Regions from separate parts of the Arachis hypogaea genome. Here region 2 is linked to region 1. Evidence: chromatin contacts called from public Hi-C data. All regions are on one chromosome and are shown on one strand. Each heading gives the region's core, a stretch centred on a gene start, on an enhancer-like site or on the middle of the called end of the contact. The rest is flanking DNA. Distances are from core to core; before and after follow the strand shown. Region 1 holds the start of LOC112796537. Region 2 holds the start of LOC140184076.

What was found. Hi-C and Micro-C count contacts between places; a contact is called where the count stands out from the background.
Region 2: a contact with region 1 is called in a Hi-C map of leaf, with 2.3 times the contacts expected there. The contact joins the promoter of LOC140184076 here to the promoter of LOC112796537 in region 1. A contact is called at or near these places in 5 of 8 Hi-C or Micro-C datasets (leaf and an unstated tissue).

What each region holds. Positions count from the first base shown.
Region 1 is chr4:23,718,429-23,725,129 of arahy.Tifrunner.gnm2.J5K5, forward strand. LOC112796537 reads right to left here and starts at 4,184. Exons shown (of 8, transcript XM_025839025.3): 1 at 3,682-4,184; 2 at 3,523-3,579; 3 at 2,176-2,580; 4 at 1,448-1,551; 5 at 221-721. The coding sequence starts at 2,525. LOC140184416 (a long non-coding RNA gene) reads left to right here and starts at 4,625. Exons shown (of 2, transcript XR_011881025.1): 1 at 4,625-6,701.
Region 2 is chr4:23,847,693-23,853,756 of arahy.Tifrunner.gnm2.J5K5, forward strand. It overlaps LOC140184076, which reads left to right and starts at 4,078. Exons shown (of 1, transcript XM_072234362.1): 1 at 4,078-5,067. The coding sequence starts at 4,078. The coding sequence ends at 5,067.

The DNA of each region.
Region 1 (6,701 bases), core at 2,934-5,433:
ATTAAACAATATGAATAATGAATATATCGGATGTTTAATTAACTAGGTGTGCAGATGATTATTCTAATATTAAGATTTAGGTGAGTTATTTAGAGATATAGTGTTTTACTTGAATTAGGCCAATTTTAAAACTCATTGTTCATATTGTTCAACAAAAACATTGGTTACCTAGCATAACCCATTCTCATCTTATTAGGCATTAACAACAATAAATGCATACCATAGAGTCCAGTGTTGATACAAGTGAAGAACAATTGCTTCTCATCATCCTCTGTGAATCTTTGTTTTGTTCTGTCATAGAGATGGCAAACCACTTCACATCTGCCTTGCAATGCAGCAAATTGAATAGGGGTGGCTCCTTTTGCACCCCTAGCCCATGCCACTGATGGATTCTTATTCAGCATCAAATCAACAACTTGCATGTTCCCAGCTGCAGCAGCAAAGCAAAACGCAGTGTTTCCATTGTAATCTTGCAACTGTAGGTCTTCTTCGTTTAGAAATTCTGGCATCAGTAGTTGTTCCACAAAGTGAACATGCTTTGCACCCTCACCTGCACCTGCTGCTATGTGTAACACTGTAGGCAATCCACTTGCTATGGCTGCATTCTTCAACCTCCTATCCTTCTCTATGATTCTCTTCGCTTCTTCCCAGTTACCTTCTAGTGCATGCTTGTATAGAGGAACGCACAGGTTGAAGAAATCATTATTATTCTTTGGATTTCCTAAACCAAGCCAAAATGAAAAAAATATAAATATATGTCTCTTTAATTATATACAGAAAGCAAACAACAAAAAATATTTTTTAAAAACATTTGATCCTGATAAAAAAAAAGTTTAATTTTGATGTACTGATACAGTTGTACAATCACAACTATTTTTCGGATGAAATAAAAAGTAATTATTTTTTTTAATATGACGTTATATAACTAAATACATGTGTAAATTTTATATTTACAGTGCATTAAAATTAAATTCTAAATAAAAGTAACTTAAAAAAAATATTCTCAATTTTTTACACTGTCAGAACTTACTACACGTAAAGTAAATTTATTCTAATGGAATTATTAGTTTGTAAAATAGCATGAAGTTGGTTTATTATAATAAATATATAGTTAATAGGTTAAGAAAAAAATTCTATCCCAATAGATTGAGGTTAATTTTGTAAGTTATATCCACTTGAATTATGTATCAAGAATGAAGGATAAATGTGACGATAGTTTGATGAATGGCTAGGAAAGAATGAAACACCTATTTTTAATCAATAATATACTACATAATACATTAAAATACAAAATATATTAAATTAAAATATAAAAAATATATTAAAAATATATGAAATAATATATTTTATATACATATATATAAGTAACTGACTTTAAGTATAAATATTATATATAATGTTTTTTATTGTCATTATAAGTTTGAGCAGCAGAGAGAATACTCTAAACCTGTTTCATCTAGGAAAACAAGGCTGGGACAACTATATTGATCAGACTTGGCCTTCACGTGATTTGTTTGCGGAGTCGATGGGTTCACATTGTTAATTCTCTCCCTGTAAAATACAAAAAAAAAAAAATCACAAATTATTTACTACATATTCTTTGTGTGTGTGTGTCTTTTTCCCCGTTAATTCAACTTAAATAGTTAATTTAACGGGTGGAGATTATTTTATATCTTATAACTACAATGTTGAGATGTTTAATACCTTTGAATAAGCTTTGATAAAATTCCAACTAACACTACTATTTACAATAACATAGAATTGGGCTATTATGGAGCTGAGCACACATAACAATGAATCATTGATAGTCAGTTTGATTGTGCAAGAAATAGAAAATGGGATAAAGAGAAATAGAGAAAGAGAACATGGGATGAAAAAATAGTTTGATTTTTCATCAGTTTGGTTATGCAAGAAAATGGGATGAAAAAAAAAAAACAAATGAAAAACCGCAGAAAGTTTTCTTCTCTAATGTGCCTGGAAATTAAACAAGAAGCCGCTTGAATAATAATGTTGCTAAAGTTACCATTATATATATCCACCTTGTAAAAATTAAAACAATATATTGCATATATTTTAATAAGGATATATATGTCATTTTCTTGCTACAATTCTCATTTTCTCATTTCCTTTCCTCTCATAGCATATAGAAAAAGGAGAAAGAATTGCAATGTTAACCTGTTTTCAAGCTCGTCCCATATTTGTTTGGCTGTTTTGAAGTGCAAGATATCTTTGTAAACATCTGAGTTTATTAGAGCACATAATAAGATGTGTCTTGCTGCTGAGGCTTGTTGTACACTCTTCATGTCTTCATCATCAAATTCATCTTCCGATTTTTCCTCTTCAATTCCATTTACAACCTTTTTTGGAACATTTGGTCCATTCTTAATGATAAGCCAAAGTTTGAAGTCCAAAGACTTTGTAAATGTCTCCATATGTTCCTTCCATTCAGCGTAATTTCTACCATCAAAAAGTGGTGGCTCCAAGATAGATTGTCCTCTAGCTATAGTCATCAAATTTTCAGCCATGAACCTAAAGTTCCTTTTTTTTCCCCTTCAAGTTGCAAAGCTGCTAAGTATTAACCTAGACAAACATCACGATTATAGATAATATTTTGAGAAGCATAAACGAATAAGCAACGAAATAAATTCTAAATAATATTTAGGTAATTCACATGAGCAAAATAAATGGCTTCTAATATTATACTAATATCCTAAATCTACAAAATTTACATGCATGTCTAATAAATCGAATTTATCTAATTTGATTTATTATGGAATATAAACTATATAAATACCATTAAAACATTGTGTGTTTATTAAAGTGAGACTCACAATGATACAAAAATATAAACTATATATATAAAATTTTTTAGTCTAATAATCTAATAACACATTTTAAGTCCATGCTTTTAAATATTATTAAATAATTAATGACAAAAAATAATAAATTTTATTTATCTTCTAGTATTTTTTAATATATATAAATTACTAAAAATTAAAAAAATTATTAAATTTTTTTAATTAATGAGTATTTATTAAAAAATTTTACTATTATTTTTTAATTAACAATACTCATTAAAAGATTTAATTAATGAGTATTCATTAAATTTTTTTAATTAATGAATACTCAATAAATTTATCTATTTATTATTGGGTCAAAGGAAAAGAAGAGTTTGAAAATCCAACCTGGTTTCACGTTTCTAGATCAGTCTCCAGGAGTCCAAGTGACCTTAGGCCAGTTCTTTTGGGCTTAATGCCCCTTTAAATGTTTATTTCAGTTTTTCATTTTTCTTTTGAAGTTTAATAATGGCCCATTTAAATAAAAAGAAAGACCCACTATATGAATTTTTAATCGTGGTTGCAGAATGAAAAACGTGGTTGCAATATGGTGGAACCCACACTAGCCATTGGATTCAATGGTTGTTAACTTTTGCAATATTGTTTATCTTTTTCATTTAAAAATATTTGTACCATCAGACAAGTTGCCATAAAAATAGAAAAAGCCGAGTTATAAGATGCATACCTGAAACTGAAAGTAAAGTAGTCTGAACGGCACGTTTCCTCCTATGAAGTTGTCAATCTGCAGAGAAATAAAGTGGTATAGCACCAATACTCTAATATTAAAGTGTCTAATTAAGTGGCCGGAAATAATGTATACACGTAAATCGTTGAGAAAACTTACCCAAAATGTCAACAGTAGTTAAATTCTTGAACGAGCTGAGGTATAGAGCAGGTGGACTCTTCAAAGCTGAAGAGGGAGAGGAAGAATAAGCGAAGAAGAAGAAGAACGAGAAGGAAAAAGTAGTTGGATTCTTTGCTTGTGCAGCCGCGGGTCTGATTTGAGAATGGAATAATAACTCACCACACTTGAATTTCTACCTCAATAAATAAATAATGATTGCTGCGTTGCTACGCTAACATATACAAGAGTCGTCCACCAAGTGAATTGATAATAAATCCGACAAAGAGTGAAGGTACATTATTGTTCTTATTAGTCGTCAACTCAAATTATTATAGAGTCAACCACTAAGTTCCTCGCTCTCTTACCTAAGTCCTAACTTTAGTTAAAATATTCTTATCAACATGAGAATTACTCTTTTTTCTTTTAACTATACAGAAATGATACTTTAGTTCTTAGTCGACACGGATCACATGATATTTAAATATATGAAAACTAAAATATTTAAAAGGTCATTTTATACTCTGCTTTTTAATATTTTTGAAGAAAAAAAAAGCGTTTAAAAATGTTGGATAAATTTATATTAATTTAATTAGATAACATGAATTAATCTCTTACTTTTTTATTTTTAAATAGTACAGTTTTAAATGTTCTTCTATTGTCAGACTTTAGATGTTTATTTGAATAGTTTAAAAGATTTTTAATGTTTGTTAGGTTTATTTTTTTTAAGGATTATGCTATGTGTATACTAAAATTAGCTACCAAAGTCAACTATCAGTATAAAATATAAACTGGACTATAAATATACATTGAAAATAAATTAAACCACATATGTATTTATACATAAATATATTGGTAGCTGATTTTAGTGACTAATTTTAGTGTACAAATAATTTTTTTCTTTTTTTAATTTTAAATGTTTAAGCTAACTTTATTTTTTTTAAAGCATTTTTAGTGAGGAGTTGTCGAAGTCGGTCACTAAAGGATGGCTGCTAGCTAGTGAGAAATGTGATTGTGGTGGTGGTGATCAATACAAGTGGTACCGAAAGAAAGTAAACTATTAAAGTGATACCTAAAAATAGGAGTGTAGATAAAATAATTAAATTGTGGTTAATTAGTTAAAAATTAAAATTAGATTTTTATTAATCAATTTAATAAAATAATTTTAAAAATTATATCTATATTATTAAAAGTGGTTAATCAAAATCAAATTTTAAAAATCAGTTTTTAATCGGATAACTAAAACTAAAATAAAATTTTATGTAACTTTTGTCTTTTGTGCTCAAATTGGTTAACTTTTTTTTTTGTAAAAATCGATTTTTAATCGGTTTTTAATTGGATAAAAATCGATTCTTTTTTTTAATTCAATTTTTTTATGTAAAAACCGATTTTTTTAAATCGGTTATTTTTTAATATTGATTTTTATTTTTATAACCCGTTAAAAACTAGTTTTTGAATTTTCTAAATGTTTAATAATCAGTTTATAAAACCAATTTAGTTAATTAACCAAATTATATTTTTGGGTAACCCAAAAACAAGTTTGGTTTTTGGATTAACCAAACTATGTACAATCCTACCTAAAATTTTATGTCGTGCTAATAAAAATAACTTCAAAAGATATTTTTGGTGACTTAATAACTTCAAAAGATATGATTGACAATTGAAAATTTTTACCTCAATTTACTCTATATAAAGTCTTTAAATCCTTAAGTGAAATTAGGATTAGAATTTTAAAAGATTTAAGTAGAGAAAATTGAGATAAAAAAGTTTCAATTGTTACATTAAATAGTTATTAAAAAATTTAGTGTACTAGCTGTCAATTCATCTCAACACCGTGTTAACGATTTTGTGCTAATAACAAGGTCAAAGACCAATATGACTCCCAAAAACTAAATTGAAAAGACTAAATTAAATAAATCAAAATTTTGGAGATCAAATTGAAATGCAAGCTTAATTTCACGGACCAATCGAGTATTAATCTAATTGTTGATTAATTTTGTATCCTTGGGTATGTAGTATCTGCTGTTTTGTTATGGTTTGCTGGTTTTTGTTTATTTTTCACTCTAAGGATAGTTTCGGTCTTGCTAATTGTGTTGTTTTAATGTTGTATGGTGGTGTGATCCTCACCTCGTCTTTGTAACTTTGCGAGGCTTTAGACCATCTCTAGTAGGACATCTTAGTCTTTATTTATGGTCCATTTGTCATAAAAAGTAGTTTCACATAAGTTTTTGCGTCATAAACAATAAATAGAAACTCAAAATATCTTTGTCTTCTCCATTAAGAGGAATTAACTTTAGTTCCTATTATGACTTCACTTAATTAATTAAATTAAACAATTAAATTAATGTAGTTACTTTTTTTTACAATAATATTATTAAAATTTATAAATTCAAAAATAATTCACTATTATAAATATTAAGATTAAAAAAATTAATAACTTCATATATAACAACAGTACATAATATATAATTCGAGATTAAATTAATTTGTAAAATTATGCAATATAAAAAAAAACATAGTGGAGCTCTATAGTTGGTGACAAGTATTGTGAAATTTCCATATGTGTTCAATTAAGTCTTCTTTCAACTGTCGATGCTGCTTGATCAACCAGAATTTTTTGATTTATTTTGGATTGAATTAAGTGAATTTTATCAACTTACTCACATTTATTCATTGAAATGGCATGGTTTTGTGAATTTCTCCTAATTATGCTTAATGATTAAAAAAATATACTTTTTAGCCCCTTAAATTGCTAAATTTAATTTACTTATATTCCATTTGATGCCTTAATATGTTTGTTGAGTGATTTCAGGCTTAGAAGGCAAGGATGGCTTGAAGAAGTGAAGAAAAAACATGTAAAAGTGGAGAATTCATGAAAAAATGAAGTTTTGGAAATCTGTTCAGTTGTGCGTACGCATGACTGCCTGTAAGACCTAAAATAGATAAACTTAAGAGGAAACACTAACATGATAAGTCGGCTGATGTGGGATCCCGATGGTGCTGTTAGGGCTACCTTTGTAATT
Region 2 (6,064 bases), core at 2,828-5,327, 130 kb after region 1:
AATTATTAATATAAAATATATATTAAATTAATTTAAGTAATTATTTGTTATTTTTGACATAATAATATGTAATTAATTTTTATATATAATTCAATAAGTAATTCTAATTTAATTAAATTAAAACTAAAATCTTAATCAAATAAATTTTTTTATCAATTATCATATTTTATATAATAAATTCTATTTTGCAATTTGAAAAATATTAAACTCAAATTCTTAAATTAAATTTAAAAATTCTAATAAGTCAACTAATTACTTTCAAAAAAGAAAAAAGAAAAAAATATAGATGAACAGAAAAAAGATCAAAACGTAGAGATCAGAAGAATGAGAAAAAAGTAGAAGATCAAAAAATATAAAAACAAAGAAAAGAAAAAATAAGCAATGGAAAAAGTAAATAATGCAATTACATTGATTTTATCTTTTTTAACTCTTATCTGAGATCTTTTACATTCTTTCCTGTGCCTTGCAGGAGAATAAGTGATGCAACATATATTTTTTATTCACTATGGTCGTCCCTAAATCAAAACCAATGAAAAATTTACAAGTAGAGAGAAGAAGCAAGTGATATATTTAGATCAACATTGTCTTCCTTATATCTCATCCAGCATCTTCTATGTTACAACATTTTATACTCCTTCTCTATGATTATTCATTGTATAACTCCTTTTTCCTTTTATGCTTTCTGGTCATTAATTATTCTTCTCTATGTTATTCTTTATGCTTTGTTTTTGTTACGATTCATTTGTCTTTTCTCTCTTTTTATTCCTTTTCCCTTCCAAATTGAGTTAGATTAGTAAACATAGCACAGAAATTTGAGTTAAACTTTTCAAAAATTCCAAAACAATGTTTACCATATTTTTATGATAATTATTAAAAGACTCTTATTCGATTAAGATTTTAACTCTAGTTTAATTAAGTTAAATTATAGTTATTTATTGGGTTAAACATAAACCAATCACATAATGTTACCATATCAGGATAAACTACACCTTGGATAGAAGGGTTTTAGCGTGTTTGCCTTTTTACAGATAAAGTATATTGTATTTACAAATTGGGTTTTAAATTTAATTTTAAAGTCCGTTCTTGTTGAGTTTTGTCGGTGTATAACTCGTCCGTTGATGAATGTCTTCAAGCTTCTCGTCGGGATGAGTTATACGTTAGTAAGGAGAGAACAAGGGGGTGGGTACCTGCAAAAGACACTCCGACGCTCAAGTCAGTAAGTGTTTAAGAGGTATATAATAATTCTATGAATATAGAATGTAAGATATGAAATGAAAGTTATTATGTGTTATATTGTGTTTATAATAATTCTATGAATATAGAATGTATTATTGAGATTAGATATAGAAGGTTCTTTTTATAGGCATAAAATTGATGAATAGAATTGATGTTATGACCGTTTGGTCATTAAGATAGAAATGATGGTCATTAAGTCGGTAATGAAGGTATTAGTTACAAGCAAAAGAATGAATGATAGTTAACACCCAGTTATAACTCATAATGCATAATAAAGACTGAGTTATAAGGTGACGGATCACAGCCCCCAAGCTTTGTCCGCCGATCATATGATCCAGGCTAAGCTTAGAAAATAAAATGAGTTATAACTCGATTAAAAGATGAGTGAATAGTGATATGGTGAGCCTCCAAGCTTAGTCGGGTTATTATGTCGGCACTTATTCAAAAAATAATTGAGTGATAAGAGTCATTCAATCAAGATAGTTGTGTGGGGGATACTTTTCCGCTTAAGAACAATTTTAGCATTTGATTGTATATGAACTGAAAAGTTCAGAGATAGATATCCATTGACGGAATCGATTGTATGATCCGAGGATATAATGGTTAATTGTCTTGGGAATTTTTCCGACCCACAACAACTTATTGATAAATTTCTCTCTCAAAGCAATTAGTTATTGAATATTTACAATTTACAGTGAATGTCTGACATGAATAACATAAATTGAGAAAATGAATAGGTATAAAGTCGTAACATATATTGAGTAATATATATTGTAAAAGTAAAATAGTTCAAAGTAAAAAAAATATACCTTAAAAGTTGATAATTATAGAGAAGAAGACGACATATATGAATGTCATACATATGCCAAATGTAAATATCTGAATTTTGTTTTGTAGGACATGCTTTAATTTGATAATAAAGCAGTAAGATAACAGTTATTGATGAATTATACATTTAGTATAATGTTTCTAGCAGTTACAGTAAGACGAGGGATATTCCTCGTGTAACAATAGTAAATTGCCTGTTTAATTTTTTACATTAAACAAATAGTAACATTTTAGTATAAAATGAATAGTGTAACAGTTATATACAATTGATATATAATTAATTTTTGATGGAATCCAATTTTAATATTTAAACTCACCATTACTATCATTTAATTGTATAAATGAAATCATTAAGCAGTAAGAATATAATATATAAGAAATAAAAATACAATTGACATGGTTGTTATATGTCATTATTGTATAGAACATATATTGAGTTTTGAATATAACTCATAAATCAGTAAGTATTAATTACTCAAAATATAAATGTAAAAGTATGTTGAATAAAATATATAATTTTACTTGTGTAAATAGAGAACTTTGAAAAAAAATAAGTAAATTTGATAAGTGAATTTGTGCTCGGATTGATTGAAAACCGAGTTCGTTTCGGATTGATTGAAAGCCGAGTTTATTCTCGGATTAGTTCATTAATCGATTATGAGATGTGAAATATTATGATACGTAAAAATGAAGCAATTTGAATGTATAAAGTAAATACTTTATAAAAAGTTACGATAGATTAAAATTTGATAAGAGGTATTAAAAATCTTAAACAAGATTGTTGAGATTGGTTCAAAAATTTGAATGTAAATCAAGTTTTATGAACCTAAGGGGAGTGGGAATTATTTTACTCATCCCCACAGACGGCGTCAATTGTTCTTGTTGAGTTTTGCCGGTGTATAGCTCGTCCGTCGATGAATGTCTTCAAGCTTCTCGTTGGGATGAGTTATACGTCGGCAAGGAGAGAACAAGGGGGTGGGTACCTGCAAAAGACACTCCGACGCTCAAGTCAGTAAGTGTTTAAGAGGTATATAATAATTCTATGAATATAGAATGTAAGACATGAAATGAAAGTTATCATGTGTTATATTGTGTTTATAATAATTCTATGAATATAGAATGTATTATTGAGATTAGATATAGAAGGTTCTTTTTATAGGTATAAAATTGATGAATAGAATTGATGTTATGACCGTTTGGTCATTAAGATAGAAATGATGGTCATTAAGTCGGTAATGAAGGTGTCAGTTACAAGCAAAAGAATGAATGATAGTTAACACCGAGTTATAACTCATAATGCATAATAAATACTGAGTTATAAGGTGACGGATCAAAGTTTAAAACTAGTTTAGATTTCTCATAATAAGATAGAGTAGTATACATTAAGTTCTAGACCTTGATTTATTTATTTATTTTTGGATAAACAATTATGATTTTTGATGTATAATTTGTTTCTCTCTTAAAATGTACATAAAAATTAAAGACACGGATTAAATGGATTAAAATTTGATGAATACAAGCATGATGCAAGGACAATCTACCACAAAGCCGCCATACTTTGATGGTACAAACACCATTGAATGGAAAGAGCACATTAAGATTGATGATGAGTGTATTAAGCTGTGATCAAATCAGTTGAAGAGCATGTGCACTGGCGTGAAGACAATTCAGTTAGAATTAGTTACAAGCCTCAACTGCAAGTTTCAGTTAGTAAGTTAGTTACTAGTTTCCATAAGCTTCAGTTAGTTATCAATTCAATTGTATTATTCTCTAGTTATAAATAGTTAAAGATTGCTTGTAATTAACATTTTTCTGATTCACTTTCACTCTGCTCAATAATAAAATTCTCCATTCTTCTCTCAAATTTCAGTTTCATCTATTCTCTGCATTTTATCATGCTTCTCCACTAAGTTCAATTCTGTTCTTCATATTTTGTGTGCCTAAGGCACTGATACATTCATGGTATCAGAGCTCTTGGTACCATAGCTTCCGCAAACAATCAGATCTGGATCTATGGCTGAAGATCGATCAAGAACCATGGGTCAGAATTTCGTTGCAACTCCTATTTCCATGAAACTAGAGGAAAACAATTACCTGCAGTGGAAGGATCAAGCCAAGTCAACAATCGAAGAAAATGATATGTTGAATCATCCCACCGAAGAGGAAATTTCTCAGATTCTTCTTCCAAATGGAGCAGTAAATCCAGAGTTTCAAAAGTGGAAAAGGCAAGACGCTCTTTTGAAATCCTGGTTGCTAGCTTCAATGTCGAATCCATTCACTACAAGAGCGGTTGGTTGTACACTTACTCATCAAATCTGGAAGAGGCTGGAGGATCACTTCTCATCCCAAATTAAGGCCAAGGTAATGCAGCTGAAAAACAAACTAAGCACAATTCAGATAGGCAATTCGGTCACTGAATATGTCTTGTCAATAAAGAGCACTATGGATGCACTTGCCTCAGTAGGTGAATCAATGAAAGAAAGCGATCATGTAAATGCAATACTACACGGTCTAACTGAAGAATATGGAAATGTAATGACCTCAGTCTTAGCAAGATCAACCAGCATAAAAGTGGGTGAATTAGAAGCTCTATTACTTGTTCATGAAAGCATGCTAGCAAGATTTAGAAAATCTGAATCTTTTGTACAAGCAAACGTAGCTCAGCATTCACAACATTCACAGATTCAACAAAATCATTTTTACTCTCAAAGTTCAGCAGCAAGTGGAAACTATAGAGGCAACTTTCGTGACAGGTTTGGAAAAACGTTTAGGAGAAACAGCAGAAGTACACATGATGCAGAGCGAATGACTCAAGATAGAGGACGAATGATGCAAGGTGGAAGAGCACAATGCCAAGTCTATGATAGGATTGGACATACAGCAAAATTCTGCTGGTATAGATATGATAAGGAGCAATATGAAGACGTGAATGGAAGCAGTAATCAAGTCAAACAACCAAAGGCAAATTACAGCAATGTCTTAGCAACTCCCTCCATTATTTAAGATCCGAACTGGTATCCTGATTCTGGAGCCACACACCATATGACTCACGATGCACAAAATCTCATGGAGAAAGAGGCATACACTGGAGATGAACAAATTTGTCATAGGAGATGGTTCAGGTTTGCATATTCATCATGTTGGTAAAATGTGTTTTGAAACTGATATGAGCTCAAGATTACTTACCTTAACTAAGTTACTTCATGTGCCTGAAATCACAAAGAATTTGATGAGTGTGCATCAATTCTGTTGTGATAATAGAGTTTTCTTTGAATTTTATTCTGACAAATGCTGCATTAAATCACAGGACACTAGAGAACTATTACTTCAAGGAAGTGTTGACAAAAGCTTGTATAGATTTGGGGACATCACTGCTGCACACACCTTTTGCTTACACATCCTCTTTAGCACATTCTAATTCCTTTCTGATTTGGCATGCAAGATTAGGGCATCCAAATCATAATGTAGTGTTAAAAGTACTCAAAACTTGTAATCTTTCTGTTTCACCTAATAAAGAAACTTGTGAAGCCTGCTGTGTTGAAAAATCACATTAGTTACTCTTCTCTCTTTCACAAACTGTATACAATTCACCTCTAGATCTTGTCTACTCAGACATTTGGGGATCTGCACCCCAGGCTGATAGCAATGGAAACTGGTATTATGTGCATTTTATTGATGCCTTTTCAAAGTTCACTTGGCTTTACCTTATTAAATCTAGAGCTCAACTAAAATCAGTCTTTAATCACTTCCAACAAATGGTTGAATTGCAATTAAACACAAAATTAAAAATATTACAATCTGACAAAGCTGCTGAATATGTTAGCTTATCAAAGATTCTGAATGAAAGAGGAGTGCAGCACAGGTTCTCTTGTCCTTACATCCATTAACAAAATGGATCTGCAGAAAGGAAGCACAGGCACATAGTGGAAATGGGCCTCACACTCTTGGCTGGTGCCTCTATGCCAACCAAGTTTTGGGGAGAAGCATTCACCACTGATGT